4 separate regions of the Mus musculus genome follow, and regions 1, 3 and 4 are each linked to region 2. A link is a contact called in public ChIA-PET, Hi-C and HiChIP or PLAC-seq data. All regions are on one chromosome and are shown on one strand. Each heading gives the region's core, a stretch centred on a gene start, on an enhancer-like site or on the middle of the called end of the contact. The rest is flanking DNA. Distances are from core to core; before and after follow the strand shown.

What was found. Hi-C and Micro-C count contacts between places; a contact is called where the count stands out from the background. ChIA-PET counts read pairs in DNA pulled down with a chosen protein or histone mark. HiChIP or PLAC-seq counts read pairs in DNA pulled down with a chosen protein or histone mark.
Region 1: a contact with region 2 is called in an H3K4me3 HiChIP or PLAC-seq map of bone marrow-derived macrophages, with 2.7 times the contacts expected there. The contact joins the enhancer-like site here to the promoter of Cnot11 in region 2. A contact is called at or near these places in 2 of 39 promoter capture datasets (embryonic stem cells and hippocampal neurons), 3 of 484 Hi-C or Micro-C datasets (B cells, the G1E-ER4 cell line and adipose-derived mesenchymal stem cells) and 3 of 115 datasets of contacts at active chromatin or transcription factors (bone marrow-derived macrophages and embryonic stem cells).
Region 3: an RNA polymerase II ChIA-PET map of memory CD8 T cells shows a contact between it and region 2, with 8 read pairs. The contact joins the enhancer-like site here to the promoter of Cnot11 in region 2. A contact is called at or near these places in 1 of 39 promoter capture datasets (liver), 3 of 115 datasets of contacts at active chromatin or transcription factors (memory CD8 T cells, pro-B cells and thymic regulatory T cells) and 1 of 9 other capture datasets (adipose tissue).
Region 4: a contact with region 2 is called in a Hi-C map of CD8 T cells, with 1.9 times the contacts expected there. The contact joins the enhancer-like site here to the promoter of Cnot11 in region 2. A contact is called at or near these places in 3 of 39 promoter capture datasets (the C10 cell line, cranial neural crest and embryonic stem cells), 2 of 15 datasets of contacts at CTCF or cohesin (large pre-B cells and pro-B cells), 12 of 484 Hi-C or Micro-C datasets (B cells, the Ba/F3 cell line, CD4 T cells and 7 more), 10 of 115 datasets of contacts at active chromatin or transcription factors (the 230-238 cell line, the NIH/3T3 cell line, bone marrow-derived macrophages and 7 more) and 4 of 9 other capture datasets (adipose tissue, embryonic stem cells, liver and 1 more).

The regions. Positions count from the first base shown.
Region 1 is chr1:39,254,783-39,260,195 of GRCm38.p6, reverse strand. All of the region lies in intron 1 of Npas2 (neuronal PAS domain protein 2), which reads right to left. Among named protein-coding and RNA genes, the nearest start is that of Npas2, 63 kb to the right of the region's middle. Within about 2 kb of position 3,960, at least 70 of the 459 cell types and tissues checked have an H3K27ac peak or open chromatin away from gene starts, as enhancers often do. A contact at or near this core is called in adipose-derived mesenchymal stem cells and bone marrow-derived macrophages, where this site is marked.
Region 2 is chr1:39,531,988-39,537,140 of GRCm38.p6, reverse strand. Cnot11 (CCR4-NOT transcription complex, subunit 11) reads right to left here and starts at 1,440. Exons shown (of 7, transcript NM_028043.3): 1 at 804-1,440. The coding sequence starts at 1,302.
Region 3 is chr1:39,840,916-39,845,885 of GRCm38.p6, reverse strand. 1700066B17Rik (RIKEN cDNA 1700066B17 gene) reads left to right here. Exons shown (of 5, transcript NR_040465.1): 2 at 40-221; 3 at 547-658; 4 at 1,783-1,868; 5 at 3,330-3,458. Among named protein-coding and RNA genes, the nearest start is that of 1700066B17Rik, 3.9 kb to the left of the region's middle. Within about 2 kb of position 3,080, at least 38 of the 459 cell types and tissues checked have an H3K27ac peak or open chromatin away from gene starts, as enhancers often do. A contact at or near this core is called in memory CD8 T cells and thymic regulatory T cells, where this site is marked.
Region 4 is chr1:39,983,797-39,989,344 of GRCm38.p6, reverse strand. It overlaps Map4k4 (mitogen-activated protein kinase kinase kinase kinase 4), which reads right to left. Exons shown (of 32, transcript NM_001252200.1): 8 at 5,408-5,462; 9 at 4,085-4,163; 10 at 2,545-2,720; 11 at 303-375. Among named protein-coding and RNA genes, the nearest start is that of Map4k4, 86 kb to the right of the region's middle. Within about 2 kb of position 2,309, at least 16 of the 459 cell types and tissues checked have an H3K27ac peak or open chromatin away from gene starts, as enhancers often do. A contact at or near this core is called in CD8 T cells, DN3 thymocytes and bone marrow-derived macrophages, where this site is marked.

The sequences.
Region 1 (5,413 bases), core at 2,711-5,210, 280 kb after region 2:
GCAATGATCTTAGAGGGTTAGCAGTGGGAGGTGGTGCCATGGGTGAGGGGGTCCTTGGGAGAAGGATTATCATCGTCACCTATTAATGGTGTGTGTGTGTATACACATGGAAGGGAGCTTCTGTTAATGATAGCAGGGACCCAGGGACGCATCATAGGATGTTTCAAGGCTGGGAAGAAGTGAAAGATGAAATGGAACTCGTGGGAATGCAATAAACAGAGGAGGAAATGACAGAATACATGTTTTACACAGCAAGGCTCCAAATAACATTTATATGACCCAGGTGAAACTTCTGCCCTGAGGACTCTGGAACATTCTTTCGTTCAGTCACTTATTTATTACCCAGTGGATTAGAACTTTGGCTCTGAGTCATTGGGGACTGGAAAAGGAGAGAGGGTGACAGTTTTCTGGTGCTACACACATTTGCCTTTGGAGCACACAGTGAGGCAGACAGGTGACAGGGTCTGCCTGGGGCTAGCAGCTGACAGCTGGGTCTCCAGATGAGACCAAATGCAATGTATGTGGAAATGAGGTAAGACACTAGGAAAATTAAAGAGATGTAGAGTCCTTGAATTAGGTAGCTAGTTAGGTAGCTAGTTAGATATAACCAGGGACCAAGGCACCGGGCTCTGATTGGTGATCAAAAGAATGGTGCCTCAAAGTACCTCAGGCCCTGGGTGAGCTCATGAGAGTCCGGACTGCTCAGAAAGTCATTAGATTATTAATTAGCCTGTGGCTTTATGGTAAAGAACAGATATCAGTATACCCTCCCTTTAGAGTTAATCCAAATCAAATTCCCAGGAAAGCTTTCTTGTTCTGGATTCTTTTGCTTGTTTGTTTGTTTTGTTTTAAGTTCTTTTTATTGGTGACAGACCAGGAGCAGGCATGAGTTTCTTGGTGCCCAAGATCAGGAGGACGGCTGAGTTTGTGTTTGTTTTGTTTTTGTTATTTATTTATGTCTTCATTCTTCTCTCACACATTACATCCTGACTATGGGCTCCCTTCCCTTCCCTCCTCCCAGCCCCTCCCTACCTACCCTCTCTCCGATATCCACCCCTCCTTCATTTTCCTTCAGAAAAGAGCAGTCCTCCCAAGGATATCGTCTGAACATGATACAATAAACTACAATAAGAGCAGGCACAAACCCTCGTATCAAGACCAGATGAGGCAATCCAGTGGGATGAAAAGGGTCCCAAGAGCAGGCAAAGAGTGAGAGACACCTCCCAGCCCCCACTTTAGAAGTCCCACAAGAACACCGAGGTACACAGCCATCACATACTTGCAGAGGATCTGGCTCAGACCCATACAGGCTCCCCGACTGTCGGTTCAGTCTCTGTGAGCCCCCTACGAGCCTTGCTCAGCTGATTGTGTGGGCTGCGTGCTACTGATGGCTCCTATAATTGTTGAGATTCTTAAGGATAAGCATAAACTCTGCCTAAAGTTAGGCCAATACAGTGGTCTCTGGCTATCATCTGTACTCCTCTGTTAGAGACTTTTCCTCACTGGCCACTCTCTCACCCTGAGAGCATTTCTGCACTCTTTAATAGACCCTCTTTGTGCAATATCTACTCCGTTTGTCCCAGTCAACTCATTACAACAGAGATTACAAGAATCTGCAGCCGAGTGGAGATGGTCGGGATCCTGGTAATGCAGATGAAGTCTCCCACCTTCTGAGGGCTAAGAGTTGGAGAGTAGTGAAAAGATTTTTCTGTAAAGACTGCCCAACACAAAGACAGTGTCAATTCTTCTATTAGAATATGCTCAAGTAAAGAAATTAAAAAACAATAAGCCATGTTATGGCCAAGATACATATGACCTCTGGGCTTAACCTGTGCCTCTCAGCTATAACACCTGCAATTCCCTGAGAACCTCACAAACAATGTATGAACTTTATTTATAGTCAAAACACATCTTATTCCCTCGTGACCCAGAAGAAGAAGGATTCCTCCAACCTTTGTGATCAAGGATTTTTCTTATCAGCCTGTAATCCTGTCCAAGTCACGGGCCTGTGATCTTATTTATTAAAACAAAAGAAATCCTTATAAATCCTTTAAAACGAAGCCATGGGAACAGTATTTTTTTTTTTAATTAAAGCTGGTTTTGGTAGCTGGTAAATAGTTTTGGAGCAAACTCTATAGTCTTTGTGTGACTGCTTAACACTAACTGCCGTGTTCAACCAGGCATTGACCACATATACATTAGGTACACGGCTGTGTTCCAATAAAACTTTATTTATTAAAGTAGGCTGAGGGCCAAGCAGTGTGTGCCGGTGGTAAATTATCTCTAGAGCCATTTTGAACTTTCTGTAGCATCTTTATAGGCCCAGTGCATCGCTCTGTGTCATCATGAGTGTTCCGTGAAATGACCTCCTTAAGCCTATTGTGCTGCAAGGCCGATGTTTTCACAAAATAAAACCGTGATGTTTTCAAATTGGCTGGGAGGTGGTTTGAATTACAGGTCCCAAGTTAGCTGGAAAATCCCAATTCTCCTCTCTACTAAACCAACAAAACATGGTGAGTTTAGTTTGTTCAAAGGAAGAAAATCAAAACTCGGAAAACAAGAACAAGTTGAAATCAAAACAGGGGACAGTAAGCACACACATCTCCCCACTGGCTGGGTTTATCTCTCGTGAACAGTGAATGTACCTTCTGTCCTGCCAGGAGGCCCTGATGAGGGGCCTCAGGTCCGGAGATGGACAGCATTTTTTCTCATTATTTTTTCTGTTATAAAAAGGCTTTGAAGGACAGGTGCTAATGAACTGGAGATGTTCCCCCTCATCATTTGGGGGAAAGTAGGAAGTGACTTCTACCTTGTGATTCTTCCTCGACAAACAGGCAATAAAAAACCAGAGAGGCAGCAGCTGCCTCCACAATCCCTAGCTTCCCTTCAATTATGGAATTCTCAAGTTCTGGCACATTCCCCAATTGGGGAAGAGCCAGTCTGACAGATTTGATGGCAACTCTGGTTGAATCCAGCGCTGGCCACAAGAAGCCACATCTCAAGAGCTTTTCCCATGGTTTCACAGAGAGCCCAGGGTGAGCCCATGACCAGACCCCCACAGAGCTCCCCCGACTACCAGAAACTCTGCCACAAGCATCTACAAGGCCAAGGCTGGGGCTTCATCTGCCTTTTGTGACTCTGATTTTTCTTTTATAGTTAGTTGCCTTCTTCCAAGGGCATGGTGATTCATTGTTCAGGGAAATGATGACATAGTTCATGAAGGAATGAATGGAGAAAGTTAGAAAATGTGTTATTAAATCAACTTACAATGATACCTTTGGTCAGACAAGCCTTTCCAACCTACAAATGGCTGCAGTATCTGGGCGGAAGGACCATTGTAACAGTCCACAAGGTTCCTGTAATCTTTGTCATCTACTTCTCCATCCCTGAAGATTCCCTCTGGGCGGCCCCTTTTACGAGAGTTCAAGCCACACTGTGGTCCGTCCTGAGTGACAGTATGTGGCCAGGGTGTGGACAATGGATGCCTAGTGAAATCAGTAAGAGGGGCAGGAGGCTTATGAGTCACTCTTGTGGCTGAGTCACACACAGTCTTTGTTGGGAGCCACTGCCAAAGACAAACCCAAAGGGTCTCTGTGTGGTGTGGGGCCCTGTTTCTCTCTCCAGGTAGCTGTGTTCCAGGAGATCCCGCTGAGTCTGGAAAACGTCATCCTAAATGGGCTTAAGGCTTCGAAGGGAGCAAAAGAGAAACAAGATGTTCTCGGGCACAGAAATCAAACTAGTTTGGACACTGGGGTATGGTGTCGGGGATTAACATCAGAGTTTCCTATAACGTTTAACCAAGACGTGGGATGTTTCACGTGAACCACTGGCTGGTGGAGGCAGGAGAGTTAGTGTGAGTGTGAGCTGGATTTAGGTTTGAATGCCTTCAACCTCTCCTCCTCTGGTCTTGTGGTGGCTTTTGCTGGATCCCGGGTCTGATGATGTCATCAGTAACTGATGTGGTTACGACTTGCCTTCCACAGACAAGAGGACACACCACTAGGATCCTCTCCTCTCCTATAAGACAGTGGCTAGAAACAGGCTATCTGGAATCCAGTCCGGTCTATCTGATGCCACACACCAAGACGGACCGAGCATCAGCAGTTAGCACTGAGTCCTCCTCCTCCTCTCCCTTGCCACACCTTTACTTCTTTCATTTAGAGTTCAGGTAGTGTCTTGTCTGCCTGAACACTGCCCACTGCCTCTGATCACACCAGGTCTGAGCAGAGCTCCCAGGCTACAGGAAGCTCGCGAGGGGAATATCTAAGACAGCATCAGCATCAGCATCAGCAGCAGCATCAGCATCAGCATCAGCAGCAGCAGCAGCAGCAGCAGCAGCAAGAGGTTTTCTTGCTTCACAGGACTGTGATTTGTTATACTTCCTTTTAAAAGGTATCCGTGAGGTTAAACCTCCCTGTCTGTCCTCAGTTGGCTCTCGTACAGTTCAGCTGAGTGCATAAGGGCTGGCTGGCACAGCTTGTTCAAATGTCCTGGTCATGAGAAAACAGGGTGTGTTGGGAACTCTCCGGTCAATTTGTGTGGTTAGCTACTCCTTGTCTCTTGGCCTGATGTCATGAAGGAACTGAAATTGTACCGACAGTCCTATCCAGATGTCCTCAAGGCTCTGGCCCCTCACAAGGTCCTTCTTATTCGGCCCTGCACAGTTTAGTGTAGTGGTGCATCCAGGCTAGGAACCCACTATGGCTGCCCTGCTCCTCTCCTGACCACAGAACAAGACCATTTTTGCTATGCTTCCCTATGGTCGAGTGTGAAGTAAGCCTGGCCTGGACCTAGGGCATGGCTGGTCAAAGGAGAGGCCCAGCATCCCCTGTGAGGGTTTGCAAGCAGGACAGAGGCTTTCTTTTTCCTCCCTCCACCTCCTCCATGTGTATATGTGCAAGTGTTCTTGACCTTGCATACACAGCAGAGGCCAGAGGTCAAAGTCGGCATGTGTATACCGCAGCATTTGGACGTTGGAGGGCCACTTTGGGAGTTAGCGCTCTCCTTCCACTATGGATCTTAGGGATTGAACCCAGGCTGCTAGGCTCGGGTGGGCAAGTGTTTTTATTGCTGAGCCACCTCCTTTTCCTTCTAGCTTACCGTGCGTGAGGCAGGATCTCTCACTGAACCTGGAGCTGACTGATTGGCTAGGCTGGCTGGCCAGCAAGCTCTGGGGCTCTACCTAGCTCTGCCTCCCCCCACCCCCACCCTGTCCCTCAAATGCTGAGGTTCAGGTCCTCATTCATGAGATAAATGCACTTTTGCTTGCAAAATCCTCTTAGCCCTGGCATGTTTCAGAACCAGAAGTCTTAGGCCCAGGATACCTTTCTCAAGGCTCATGGCTATATATGAACATAGGTGCTGGTGAGACCAGCCATGGCTAAAGCTCTGGTTTAGCTTATGGTTTTCATAC
Region 2 (5,153 bases), core at 191-2,690:
ATTCCTACAAATTTAAACATACTTTAAAAATTATATATATATGTATATGTGTGTGTATATCTATATCTCTATCTCTATCTCTATATCTATATATATGTACATATGTACATGTATGTCAGCCTGTGAGTGGTACAGCTGTCCCAGAGTCCTGGACGAGGCTCATGGTATAGAGGAAGTGACCCTGGGTTCCATCCACAGCACCAAATTTAGGGGCGCATCCTCAGGTGTAATCTATGCCTGATCTTAGCAATGCTGCAAAAGCAAACATTCCACAATACTGCCCAGGACACATGCATCTTTGAATGGTTAATTAGAAACGACTTCATCCTCTCCTCACGCGACATTACAGCTAACCAAGGAGTTGGCTGCAAAGACTTTAGATATTGTGGTGATGTGGACTTCAACCTCAGGTTCTTAATACCGACTTCTTTACTCGGAGGCTTAAAAAGGGGGTAAACTCAGTGCCATTGGCTGTAACTTCGCATACCTCAGGACCTTACAATCAAGAATGAACCGTATCTGGCATACTAAAATATGTCCAGCCCGTTTGTGGGCTTGTACGATGTGTTGGCTTTTTCGATTGGGAGGGATCATCTGGAGTGTAGTGAATTTGAAAAAAAAAAAAAACCAAAAAAACAAAACTTGCAACTTCTATCTCTCCCCTATTTTAGGGAAAGAAAGTATGGAAAAGGAGGGAGGGTCGATCCCCTCCAAGGAGGCTGAATGTCCCTAGCTGACGACCCCCCTCCCACCCCCACCCCAGAACAGCTGGCTGCGCCCGCACGGCTGGCTGCGGGACGTACCTGAGAGCGGGGGCCGGTCGGGCTCCTGGCCGCCGCGGGCGGGCGGCGCCGGGTTGAGCAGGTGCGCGAAGCTGGCCGCGAACGGGTTGGCGGCGAGCGGCTCGGTGCGGTACATCTCCCAGAGCAGGTAGAGCGCCGTGAGGCGCTGCGCCGCGCTAGGCAGCAGGTCCGGCTGCTGCAGCAGCATCACCAGCACCGAGCCCAGGCGGAAGTGGTCGGCCTTGCTGAAGTAGTGGTGGAAGGCGGTGGACAGGCCCTCGAAGGTGCTGCCGCCGCCCGCCTCCTCCGAGATGATGCTCAGCAGGCTCGAGAGCTCCTTCGGGGTCAGGCTCATCCTGCCCGCGGGGCCTCCAATCCCTGGCCCAGGGCCGCCTGCTCCGCCTCGGCCTCCGCTCGAGCCCGCCGGGCCGCTCCGGAACGCCGCTGCCTCCCGCGCCCCTCTGGGATCCGCTGAGGAGAGAAGCCGGCCAGACGCCGTGCTCGCCCCGCCGCCGGGCATCAACCTCGCCCGCCTACCCCGCTTCCCGGCCGAGAGGCCCAAGGCGCCGACTCGCTGCGTCCTCCCGCGGCCGTAAAGCGCACCCTTCCGCGACAGCGTCGCAAACAAAAACAGTGCCTAAGTCAGACGAGCGGAACGGAGACACAGGGCCGACAGACCGACGACGCTGGCCGAGCGGAGGTTCCGGAGACGCGAGTGGGCGGGGCGCCGTGTCCGGAAGGGGGCGGGGCGCCGTGGAGGGCGGGGCCGCGTGGTCTCTGAGCTGTCCGAGTGGTCCTTCCCTGCCTGAGTGATGTAGAGACCGCCGTTAATTGCCCTTAAAGCCCTCAGAAGCGATCCTTGGGTGACAGGGTGGCGCCAAACCTGCCCAGTCAATATTGCCTAAGTTATAATTTGGAAACTAGGTCTTAGATGCTAACTGGTCTGATAGAGCATCCTTGACGGCTCATTTCTTGTAAATACCAATGAAAACAGGATTCTCAGAAACAGTTTAAATTTCGAGCCTTGCTCGTATTCTCAGAGATGGGGTCGTACCGCACATAAACGTTTGGTTATGTGAACAAAAATCTAGGCGAGGCCGGCACCAGGGAGGCAGAGGCAGACGAACCCCTGTGAGTTCGAGGCCAGCCTGGTCTAAAAAGAAAGAAAAAAAAAAATCTGAGAAAACTGTCTCGAGAAATATTCGTTTACAAAATCGTTTGCAGTGCTTCTTTTTCCTTAGCCTGCCCTAGGGCACTTTTTCTGGACGCCTTGGCTGAACACTGGAAAACCCTGGAAATTTCTTTACATACCAGCCTCCTGGACCTGGTCCCCTGTGATCTGTTTCAAAGGCACCGCTGCCCGCTCCCCACCCCTATGCTCCGGTGGTGACTAGTATCCACTCTAGAGTTACAGAAACCGAGCGACTGTCATCAGCGTCACCTGCTAGCTACCCTGTGCTAAAACTCTTCGGCAGCTGAAAGTTTTCTATTTACCGCTGAAGTTCTCAAGGAAATCTTCAGGAACAGGTGATGGGTATGGCGCATATTTTAAAGGCCTCTTTAGTTTACTGTTAAACCTGTGGAGGGGTTCTGCCAATGAACATTGCAATCAGCAGAAAATATAGCTTGCCAAACGGGGCAAATGATTCAAATTACCTCTTCTACTACTACTACTACTACTACTACTACTACTACTACTACTACTACTAATTAGTCAACTATGTTCTCTTTGAGCCTTTTTACATTGGATGCTCTATGACAACTAATCATACTAAAACCCACTCATGCTAGTTATTGTCATAACTTATTGTTAGTTGATAACTTAAATGTTAGTACAGTATGGGTGTTTCGAGATGTTTTAAGGTATTTGAGCACAGCACGTTACCCGCCAATAGAGCTGATTTCCACTAAGATTAATACCAAGAGCGTCTTCCCTGTTTCCACTGGGCTTGTTTCTAGGGTTTCTCTGCCATTACCACAAACTGAGTTCATTTTCACTGTAGAACCCACTTCCTCTCCCTTCCTGAGGCTGAACGTCTGGAATGGGTTATATCAATTCTGCCATTCACCTTTGAAGCATCAAGGGGAGAATTCTTCCAAGTCTTGTTCTAGCTTCCAGTGATATCCAAAGACCCTGGTATCCCTTGGCTTATAGCTGCACCTTTCCTTAATTGTTATTAAGTTTCGAACTGGGACTCCCTGCTGAGATGCATATTAACATATCAAAGCTAACCCGGCAGCCTGTTTTTTTCCCAGCCACCCCCAGTTCCTACCTGACAGGCTATGGCTGGCACACCCCTCTCTCTACCCTGAACTCTGCAGCCTAGAGGGTGGGCTACCCTTCCACTACAGGATCTTCCCTATAGAACCCAGACTTTTTCTTTTAAAAGGATTTATTTATTTTTATGTATATGAGTACACTGTCGCTGTCTTCAGACACACTAGAAGAGGGCATCAGATCTCATTACAAATGGTTGTGAGCCACCATGTGGTCACTGGGAATTGAACTCGGGACCTCTGGAAGAGCAGTCAGTGCTCTTAACCACTGAGACATCTCTCCAGCCCTAAACCCAGAGTCCCAGTTCCTTTTGTACCTTTGGACTCCTGACAGCTGTACATGGTCCCCCCCTTCTCCCCACATGGTCCAGCTTGGTCTAGTCATGTCCACTCTGGATGGTCCTGCCTTTACCCACACTCTCTGATGTATTTATAAAAAGACAAAGACAGGGGAAATATGTTCTATGGGACCAGCCACACACGGGATAGTATAGAATAGAGTTTATTCAGGGCATGGGGAGAGGGGTCAAGAGGGTAGCAGAGGCAGAGAAAGGGGGAGAGGAGAGAGGAGATGAGCGGAGAAAAGAGGAGCGGAGAGGAGGGGAGAAAAGAGGAGCGGAGAGGAGAGGAGAGGGGAGGGAAGGGGAGAGGAGGGGAGAGGAGGGGAGAGGAGGGGAGAGGAGGGGAGAGGAGGGGAGAGGAGAGGAGAGGAGAGGAAAGGAAGAGGAGGAGGAGGAGGAGGAGGAGAGGCAAGCCATGAGCACATGGAGAAAGAGGGGGAAAGGAAATGGGGAGAGAGCAGGAATGAAAAGCAGGAAAGCAAGAGCAAGAGGGCAAGAGAGAGAGAGGAGGGGCAAGCAGCCCCTTTTATAGTGAGTCAGGCACACCTGGCTGTTGCCAGGTAACTATGGGGCAGAGCTTAGACAAAATGCTAACACTCTCCCTTTTATCTACTTTCTCCCCCTCCATACTGAGGAGCAGTCACATCCTTTCCTTATTTCTTCTCTTCATTCAGTCATGTCTCCTCTAAGTTTCTCTGTGGCCTCCTGCTACAGAAGGCTGTGCTCTGGGCACCACATGGTTGTTGCTGGGATTACCCACACGAGACCCTCAGAAGATCAGACCCACTAACATTCACTGTGGAAGGAGAGTGGGCTCGTGCGTGGGCTTGTGAAGTGCTGCACTCGACACACAAGGCCCTGCTCCTCCCAGGATGAAGAGCAGTTATTGGTTGTTGGGTTAGAGACTGAAGTGGTGCCAACGCCCGTGAGTTGTCTATACTCCTGTGGGTAACCCCTGCTCACGCTCCTGTAAGTATCCACCCAACTGAACTCACTGATTCACCGAGGTAAGTAAACGTGAGGTCTAGTTTTGGTGCCCTGCCAGGGGTGAATAGATAATTGTTTATATCGTCCCAGGAAAGACAGGGACAAAAGTCCCCAATACCCTACCCCTGCCTGGCTCCCCTACCCACTCACTCCCAGTTCTTGGCCCTGGCTTTCCCCTGTCCTGGAGCATATAAAGTTTGTTAAACCAAGGGGCCATTCTTCCCAATGATGGCCAACTAGGCCATCTTCTGCTACATATGCAGCCAGAAACATGAGCTCTGGGGGTACTGGTTAGTTCATATTGTTGTTCCACCTATAGGGTTGCAGACCCCTTCAGCTCTTGGGTACTTTCTCTAGCTCCTACACTAGAACACTGGGGGCCCTGTGTTCTGTCCCATAGCTGACTGTGAGCATCCACTGAGAAGGAACATGTTCTATGGAGGTATGATCAGGTATGGGAAAGGGGGAGCCTCTGCCGGCCCATGCTGAGGCATCCCTTCCCCCTGAGGGACCAGCCACACAACAATATTGTATAGAATAGAAGAATAGAGTTTATTAAGGAGTTAAGAGGGTAGTAGAGGGGCTGGTGAGATGGCTCAGTGGTTAAGAGCACTGACTGCTCTTCCAAAGGTCCTGAGTTCACATCCCAGCAACTACATGGTGGCTTACAACCATCTGTAATGAGATCTGACACCCTCTTCTGGTGCATCTGAAGACAGCTACGGTGTACTAATGAATAGTAATAAATAAATCTTTAAAAAAAAAA
Region 3 (4,970 bases), core at 1,831-4,330, 310 kb before region 2:
TTTGGTCACACTGTAATGAGAAATTCCTCCTTCACACAGATAAAGGATTATATAAACCATAACAATTAAAAAAAATAGTCAGCCTTGCAACCTTGAAATATTTCTGTAAGTCATCAGAGAATGGCAGGGACCTGATATCTCCCAACGTCTTTACAACGAACTTGTTTTGTAACATACCTATTGGTCTGCAGTGAGGATACGTTGAGAGCCATTATGCTACGGTATGAAAACAATTTAATATATCTTAAAGATGAAATTTGAATAAAATGTTTGTAAAAACCTAAGTGATGTTTCTCAAGGCATCAAGAGCCACCTTGAGAGAGCTGGTTGTGCTGGCACACACCTTTATGCTCAGAACTCAGGAGGCAGATGCAGCCAAGTATCTTTGAAGTCAAGGACAACCTGGCCTATATAATAGTGAGTTCAAGTCCCGCCAGGGCTACAAAAGTGAAACCTTGTCTCACAAACAAAACATCAAACCTGGTGACCTGAACCTTGTGACCAATAAACATTTACTTACTAACTCTTTTGTGACAAATTCCACAGGCAGCTGAGGACTCAGCCCAGGTGAGGCTTCCGCCTGAAAGATGAGCTAAAGCCAGAGGGAAATTCCATCCAGGACCTCACATGTGACTCGTTCCAAGGGCTCTGAAGACAGGTGAGTGGGAAGCCCCAGGCATCAGTGGGCTGGAGGTACAGTGTGGGTGCACAGCAGGTTTCCCGAGGCCCTGAACTCTGTGCTGGGAACACATCAGTGCATCTTATCTGAGGCAGGGGCATTTTTTTTTTTTTTAAGTGCTCTGCAGAAACCTAAAGCAGAAAACACAGAACTCAAAATACACTATATTTATCTCTTACATGTACCTAACATGATTTTAAATTATGAAGGTTTATCTTTTTGAGAGAGAGAGAGAGAGAGAGAGAGAGAGAGAGAGAGAGAGAGAGATTGATTGAGCAGAAGAGGGTATCAGATCCCCTGAAGCTAGAGTTATAGGAGATTGTGAGTTTGTTTCTTGTCGGTGCTGGGGACTGATTCGGACTCTCTTACAGAGCTGTACTCTTAGCCGCTGAGCTATCTCTCCAGCCCCAAAGTTTAATTAATAAAGTGGGTACAGTAATAGATTATCAATTGAATCATGAACAATAATAAGCCCCACAAAATTATTTGAACCTCATAGATCGTTTCCATCCACAGTCCCCATATTACGTGGGGTGATGACTGAAAGCTGGAGGGAGCCACTGGAGGTGAAATTCAAGAATTAAGTGAAGAGTGAAGAGAGAATTCTTGGAAGGAATGCAGAGACCCAGGCCTGGGAGGGGAAGAGCTGCTTTTACACTGGGATAGGGTTTGGAGGTAGCTGATGCATGCTGGAGTTCAGGACACAAACCTGGAAAGGTGGGGAGTGTCAGGCATGAAGGGGAGTGGGGCTTCAGGCTAACCAAGAGGTGGTGATGAACGGAGCTGATGGTGTCTAAGCCAGACAAGGCTGTTACATAATTTCCATTTGTTTGTTCCCTTTTGAGAGAGAATCTGGATATAGAGTTTAAATTGGTCTTGAACTTGAGGCCATCTTCCTGCCTCAACCTCTGGAGTGAGGAAGCTATGGGCCTGTTTTACCACACCCAGCTATAATTTGTGATTTTTTTTTTTTAAATAAAGACTTCTATTATTATGGGGGCATCTAGGAGACTGCGATGAAGCTAAGGGTGGTGGAGGCTGAGGCAGATGTGTTGAGTGATATTTAGGAGATACCGTGAACACAACTCGGTGATTGTCTGCAGTGGATGAAGAAGGAGATGCAGAGAAGCCGAAGGCCCTGCTTAGACTGCCATGAAGAGAGGATTTGCACCCAGATGGTTCTGCCTAGGTATCCCTTCTAAAGCATTATTAAGTCAGACTTCCAGCTAAGACTAATCAGCTTGGACACAGGACAAAAGAAACGCCTGAAGCCTGGGCTCTCATGAGGGAGCAAGTGTTTCTTCATGGAGGAGGTCTGGCTTACCACTTGTTGCTAAGAATGAGTGGAATTATCAGGCAAGAATTGGTTAGCTGGTGAAATTAGTCCACCAGCCAAAGACCAGAGTGGGTAGTGTCTGTGTGCCTCTCTCTCTCTCTCTCTCTCTGTCTCTCTCTCTTGTGTGTGTCTGTCTGTTTGTCTCTCATGTATGTGTCTGTCTGTCTGTCTCTCTTGTGTGTGCTCATTTGTGTCTGTGTATCTCTCTCTCTCTCTCTGGGCATGTGTGTATCCATGCATGCATGCATGCGTGTTTGCACAGGTGTGCAAGCACGCACACTTGTGCACCTGCACAGAGCCCAGAGGAGGGCAGATGTTTTGCTGTCTCTCTACCTTATTCCCTCGAGGTGCAGACTCTCACTGAACCTGGAGCTACTCTAGAGGTCGGCAAGTCCCATGATCCTCCTGTCTCTGCCCACAACAGTGCTGCGGTACAGGCTCATGGGTGGCCACATCAATCAGGCTTTTTATATAGAATCCAAAGCCCAGTACTCACATTTGCACACACATCCTCACCTGCTGGGCCATCACTCCAGCCTTGAGTTAATGTTACATTAATGAGACAGCAGACAGATTTCTCTCGGGTCTTATCATGAGGCAACAATATGCTTTCCAGATAGACGTTTATTGCAACAGACCCTACCAGGAGGATCTGAATACAGAACTTTCCAGTAAAGACAAACAGCCCTGGGGCATCTGTCTCCCTCAGTGTCACAGAGTCCCTGGCACTTCCTTAGTGCATCCCAAAGTCTGGTGTTGAGTGTTAACAGCAACACTCAGGCCGGGCAGTGGTGGTGCACGCCTTTAATCCCAGCACTTGGGAGGCAGAGACAGACAGATTTCTGAGTTCGAGGTCAGCCTGGTCTACAAAGTGAGTTCCAGGACAGCCAGGGCTATACAGAGAAACCCTGTCTCAAAAAAACAAAAAACAAAACAAAAAAAAAAAACAAACAAAAAAAAAAAACTCAGCAACACTCAGGTTGCCAAGGTGTTTGGAGGGGCCGGGAGGGGGATTTTTGTGGTTTCTGAAATAGGAAGTACCACCCTAAAGTGTATCATTTCTGAAGTGGAGAAAGTTCCGGTAGGCTTTCAGAAAAGCCAGCCCAATGACAAGCTGATGTTTTCAACATATTTATAGGTCAAAATAGTAAAAACATGACTTATCTCAAAGACCAATGGTGTTATTTGCATGTGAAGTGACTAAAGTACACTCCATAGTTGCCCACTCTGAGAATTTATTAGCCACAGAAATCTAGCTCGCTTTTGTGAAAGACACAGTGGGCTGCCTATCGTGATTGTTTTTCTTTACTGCAGACCTTCAACAAAGCTCGCTTGGGTTTGAAGATGAATGCCAATGGAGACATACGTGTTGATTATCGACTCTGTGGCAAAGCATCGTGGTTTGATAACAGTAAAAGTCGGTTCTTTCCGAAACTCACAGTCATAAAGAGATGGGTGTGGTCTGTCTGTCACCAAGGGTGTTGCTTTGCTGGGCTCCGAACAAGTCAGGCCCTGATTAGACTCCAGTTAAGAAGCTTGTGTGTGTGTGTGTGTGTGTGTGTGTGAGTGTGTGTGTGTGTGTGTGAGCGCGCGCACAGAGGATTGTCCTGTACACATCTGTGTGGATGGCAACTGGCTGTGTGGACCACCTTTGCCCAAATGACTCCAGTGGCCTCTGGCATCAGAATCCCTGTCCCTGCTGGGAGCAGGGGCAACTCTGGATGGTCTATGCTGGCATCCTGACTCCAGAAACTGAAAGGGAGACACCTGAAGCTTGGAAGTTTCCCTGGCCTGTGGTAAAGCAATTCTTGAGGGAAAATGGCAGAGGCCAAAAGGAAGCAAGACCACACTATTGCCTTAACCAAACGGGAGAGGAGAGGAGTTTGACTCACTCCGTGTCGTTTGCATCCAGAGCCACCATCCTGATCCCTGAAGTGTGGAAGCTTCAAATGGTTTGCCATCCAAGAAGAGCCAGGGGCTGACAAGATGATTCAGTGGATTTGAGCATTGGCCACCAACCCTGATGACCTGGACTTTACCCTCCAGTTGTCCTCGGACCTCCACACATGTCATGACACACATTCCCCATCCTCCAATACATTAATAAATCTAAAAGGTATTTTTTTAAAAAGCCAGAGAAAGGTTTGGAATGTTAAGGCAGCATGGTGTTAAGAGCTGTGGACTCTGGGCCCACACTGCCTGGGTTCAAATCCCCATACTTCTGATGGCTCTTATGTGTGGGAAAGTTATTTATCCCACCCCCGTGTTTTGGGCTCTCTCTTTGAAAAATGGGGAAGGGGAGGTGTGGGGTTAGTAATTAAGGGTTTTCTTGGGGGCACAATTGAGTTCATAGTTGTAAAGTTCATAGAAGAGGTCACTTGGAAAGTCAAGAATTTCTGTAATCCACCCAACACCCATCTGCGATCAGGTACTAGAGAGCTTGTGAGAACAACTTCTTCTTCTCCTCCTCCTCCTCCTCTTCTTCCTTCTTCTCTTCCTCCTCCTCCTTGTTTTCAAGGCAGGGTTTCTCTGTGTAGCCCTGGCTATCCTGGAACACCCTTTGTAGACCAGGCAGGCCTCTAACTCACAGATACCTACCTGCCTCTGCCTCCATTACACCTCTACCACACTGGCCACCTCCAGTGGGAACTTCTAAGGAGTCCATCTTAGGAGCCAAGCACCCACTCCCACATCTTCCATCACAACCTTGCCCTTTGGACCACTTCCCTGGATCTGTTTTGAGCTCACATCACACTCAACCTGGTCAGCTCTTCCCTCAGGGAGCTCCTCCCTTGCTGCCTGAAGGCCTATCTCTCCTCCTCTGACTTCATTCGTGCCCACAGGGCCTGCAGCTGACACCTGCCGCCAAGCCCTCCCTGAGCTGATGTAGTCGGCTTCTGCATGCTGACAGACAGGCTTGTGGCAAACCCCAGAGGCTCCCAGGAAGTGAAAAGC
Region 4 (5,548 bases), core at 1,060-3,559, 450 kb before region 2:
CTGGCCTCCGAGCTGCACGCTTCTCTGTGTGGGACTGACTTTGGTCCGGCAGCAGACTTGTACCATTTGTGCCTTCTGCAGCAATAAATGCCAAAAGCATTAAATCCTCAACCTCAAACATAAAATTGAATTAAAAACAAAACTAAAAACGAGGCAAGAGTTTGGGAAATTGTTCACAGAGATCTGTCATGGGGTGAGAAAAATGGCAGACAGGAAGCAAGCCAGTGCTGTCCACTGCTCCACGAAAGCCTCACAGAGTGTGGGCAGGCATCGGGGAAGCCTGGGCTGGCTGCCGTCTGTACCTTGGCTCTCCCTCCTGCTCAGGCACTTCCTCCTCCTCCTCCTCGCTCCCGCTGTACTCGTACTCCGTCTCATCTGAAAAACAAGGCCGAGAGAAACAGGAGAGCTCAGATCCTCACAGATGCCCGTGTAGACAAGCATCCCCAGAGTCAGAATGACCAAAACCAAGATGCAACTTGTGAAAACGGCATGGGGAGAAGCGTGTCTGACCTCCCGTCAAAGGTCAGGAATTCTGAGCTGGCTACACTCCCTACAGAAGAGCTGGTCATTCTCCACTGATAAAATCTGAGGAAGTGTATACAAAAAACAAGAAAACCAAAAAACTCAACAGCATCAGCATAGTCACACTCAAGAAAGTATTACACTGACAAATATAAACAGATATCGATACATAGATGACAGAAATAGCAGATGTGTTAAAAATTCAGAGATCTCAAATACTGGTCTAGAGAAATCAAGAAGCTAAAGCAAACGCAGCTCATGTCAAGAAATAAAGAGCAGCGAAGAAAGCACCGAGGCAGACTCGGGGAGAGGGGTCACACAAAAGTAGTCACCACATCCAGCTCTCTGAAAAGATCAATAAGATTGACTAACTCCAAGTTATACTAGTATCATAAAGATAAAAATCAAATTGTTACCATAGAGCCAATGAAACCCAAAAGATCCTTAGAAAATGCTCTGAAAACTTATATTCCAAAGGTTGGCAAGTGAAAAAAAATGAACAAGATTCTAAATGTCTGCAGTTTACCACAATGAAATCTGTAAGATATGAGCACTGAGACTGGGATGGGGTTAAGAAGTGTAAGGCGGGACAGATGCAGGGCAGGTTGTGCCAAATTGTTGAGGATGACCGGACACCAACACTCTCACCACTCCACGAAGAAGAAGGGGAAGACGCTACCAGACTCATCCTATGAAGCCAAGATGACCTACCAGCAAACCCAATAAAGACGGAATAAAAGAACATCAAAGGCCAATTTCTCTAAGGAACATTGGGTTTCTTATATTCTCAACAAAATACTTGAAAGCCATATTCAAGATCATATAAAGACACAACCAAAATGGCTTTATCTCGAGGATGCAGAACTGTGGCAGCCCACACCCCCCAATTTTAATACATGGTGTAAATAAACTCAAGGACAGAGCTCAAAAGGAGAAAACTTGAGCCGGGCGTGGTGGCACACGCCTTTAATCCCAGCACTCGGGAGGCAGAGGCAGGCAGATTTCTGAGTTTGAGGCCAGCCTGGTCTACAAAGTGAGTTCCAGGACAGCCAGGGCTATACAGAAAAACCCTGTCTCGAAAAACCAAAAAAAAAAAAAAAAAAAAAAAAAAAGAGGAGAAAACTTCTGACTCGTGGTACACACCCAGCAGAGGGGAGGATAAGACGGAAGAATCGCTGTGAATCTGCAGCTTACGTTATAGTGAGGCCCTACTTAAAAAAAAAGTCCCCAAGAAAGAAGGAGCACAAAACCTACAGATATACTTCTAACAGTAATGGCTATAGTAAAGGCAAACCTATAAACAACACTGTACTAGATGGGGAATAGTGAATATATTCTCTAAAACCTAGAACTAGACACTTATTTGATACAGTGTTTCAAGTCCCACCCAACTAAACAGTAATACGTAAAAGGTATAAAGACAAGAAAGAACTCAAAGTATTGCTAATCTCAGACACTTAAAGACCCTGCAGGATACAGAATTAACATACAAAACTCAGTAGCTTTCCTATATGACAACCACAAACTCACTGAGAAAGAAACAACTGTCCAGGAATAAATCTGAGGCAGAACCGACCATGAAGTCATTATGCCACTTGAAAATGACACTACATAGCAAAATCTTCCTGTGCTTAAAAAAGTAATCTAAAACATACATATGAAACTGAAGACTGTGTAGTCAAATCAACCTCAGGGAAACGAGGTGTGTTTCACACGGTTTACCCGGGTGTCAGTGTGCGGTATATGACATAAAACCAGGCGGAAATCACGAGAGGGGAGGCGGGCTGTTGAGGAGTGTTAGCATCCAGTGGTCTTGCTCTTGCTGTGCAAGTGTGCAGGAAAGCCCAGGGCCACGAGACAGGAAGAGGAAAGAGGGTGCTAGGGAGGAAGAGCACAGGGGAAGGAGTGCAGCTCAGCAGCAGCAGCAGTACTTAAACTGTCAGAATGAAGCCTGCTGCTTTAACACAGTCTAGGGCCCCTTAACGCTATGGTAGGAAGGCAAACTTAAAGGAGCCTTCATACCTTTCTCGCCTCTCTTCTTTCTGGTCCGGTCTATGTGATCCTTAAGCTGGATTCGAACCTGCCTTTCATTGGGCTGATCCCTTATGAAAGGGTGTTTTAAAAGTTGCTCTGTAGAGGGCCGCTGCATGTAATTCTTCACCAGACAGCCTTCTATAAAGCTGAAAAATTTCTTTGACCTGTAAGAGAAAGTGAAACATATCATCAAACTTCTATCACCAAAGTTAAGCTCAAAAATACTGGTGACGAGCCTGAAAACCATTCTGTGACCAAACCTGCAGTGCACACTAACAATGTACTGCAGCAGTCAGCAGTGTCACTGGGACCACACCTGCAGTGCACACTAACAATGTACTGCAGCAGTCAGCAGTGTCACTGTGGTCACACCTGCAGTGCACACTAACAATGTACTGCAGCAGTCAGCAGTGTCACTGTGGTCACACCTGCAGTGCATACTAACAATGTACTGCAGCAGTCAGCAGTGTCACTGGGACCACACCTGCAGTGCACACTAACAATGTACTGCAGCAGTCAGCAGTGTCACTGTCACCACACCTGCAGTGCACACTAACAATGTCCTGCAGCACTCAGCAGTGTCACTGTGGTCACACCTGCAGTGCACCACAAACAACATTATCATACAGAGCGATAAAAGCAGCCAGGTTTAAAGGAACAGAGTTTAAGTCTACTACTACTCACTAACCATTAAATCATGGAACAAGCAGAGGCACAGGAACAGAGAAAGGCCTTCACTAACGTGGGGGTCAGGGAGGTGCACAGATGACCATAAGTCTCATAACAAACAGAGATGAGCAAGGGGCCTGCCTCTGTTGGCAAACGCAGGGCATCTACGGATGGATGCTTCAGCCAGCCTTACACTGGCTTGAGCTCGATTCATCAGGTCCCAGAGTTTAGTGGACAAAGGCAGAAATGACAGGTTTTACTTTGTGTGTGCACGATGGGGGTGGGGTGGAAGACTCAGCCCTGCCACTGGTTGGTACACTTTATAAAACATCACAACTATAGCTGCAACCCACCCTAACCCCCAACAGGATCTTGCTCTATTACCCAGAATGCTTTTAACTCCTATGTTCAAATGGTCCTCCTGCTGTAGTCAGGGCCTGCAAACATGGCCGATGGCCCCAGACACCCTTCATCAATGTTAAAATGTGTTATCAAAGGACTTTAACACATCTTTGCCATTTTAGAAGAAGAATGTTCTGCAACATATTACACTTCAAAGATGTTTAACTCTTAAACGTTAAACATAGCCTTTTCTTCATATTATGGGGCTTTCGGAGTTGCTTGCTATTAGCGACTAAATGAAATCCGATGAATCAAGAACAACAGGAAGAACTCATGTGCCTTAGACTGTTGAAGGCTGCTGACTTTGTAGTACCGAAGTTAGGGTGGCCAGAATTTTATTCCTGAACAAAATGAAACTATAGAGAGGTAGGGAGAAAAGAAAAGAAAGGCATAGAAAAGGGGGGAAGGGGGAGAGGGACCGACAGAGTGGGGGAAGGGAGGGGGAGGTGGGGCTTACCATTTTTTTGACTTCAGCCTGGGAGGAGGGTTTCTGGGGATGAGAAACAGCGCTCTCATTGGATGCATGTCACAGAGAGCTGGGAAAGGAGATGGCGGTGTCAGTAAGGCTTACTCTCCTGACCACTGGGGTTCATGTACAAACAACTTCATTCACAAATAATTGCCACAAATATGCCAAGCAGCTAAGATATCTAGTTATAAACCCTAGGCCATAACTTGAATTTTACCATTTAAAAAACAATAAAATAGAAGCAGACCAAAAATACACAACTTCAAATTGACACTGCAAAGTTTTCATAAATCAAAGATAAATATAAACTCAAATTCAAAAGGAGAAAAATTTAAGTGTTTAAATCACCTTTAAAATTATAATGAAAACGGCCGTGTTTATAAGGTTGGTCTAAGGATCAGAACAGCTTGGTAAAGGCCTTCGGTGCTTCAAAAGGAAGCAATGCTTAAACGCAGCGCGCACATTCGGAGCCCCCACACACTGCTGTCTGTGACTGGAGGTGCTGACCCCTGTGCAGTTACTGTCTGTCTGCAGACGTACACACTGGCCTGGCACAGCAGATGAGGCACATGCTTACAGTATACTGGTAAGGCAGCTAGGAATGGGGACCAGACCAGCTGACACCACTATCCCAGTGAAGGGAAACTAGGACAAATGACCCAGCACTATGTCCCTGTCTCAATACCATATAAGGAAACACGAGGGACACAGTACTCGCGGTGGACACCCACTTCTGCACAGTAACTGATTCTTAACTGTCAGGACCGTTTCAGTCTTTCGGCAACTATTTCTTCACAACTCTGTACGAGGCAGCATACAGTGTCTGGACACACCTTCCTTAGCAGGCCAGGAGAAACGCCGAGAGTGTTTTCCTTATTTTTTTCTACACTTCTATCACAACTCCAATCAAAGATCAATTTTATGACTGATCGATCTACTGAATTAACCCAAGGAAAAACAAACTCAAATCTTCACAGAAAACCCCGTAAATAAAAGGCAGCATCTCCATTTGTAAACTCAAAATAAATAGAATTTCAAAGATGAGGGACCCCTTTCAGTCAGTATTCTTCAAATGCAAAGAAAAAAGAGCTCTTATTAATTTCAGATGTTGCACATGAATAGGCTGCAGACCCAGGGCACTCCAAAAGGGAAACTGGTTACTGAGAGACCCCTGGGCACCTGCAGCCGCCCCGATGGTGGGTTTCTCATCCAATCACTCAGCCATGCCTGGTTCTGCCCAGTGTCCTTGGGTTCTTACAGGCAATCACTTTATACAGAACAAATGAGCTCAGAAGGAAGGAAGATACTCACGGGGGGCCCCTTCAGCCATCTCGATGGCTGTGATGCCACAGGACCAGAGGTCACTCTGCAAAAACAAAAGAGAATGTTCCAGATGCCTAGTTGTATTTCTGGACAGTCATACAAATGGAATAAAAGCATCCTTCAGGTAAA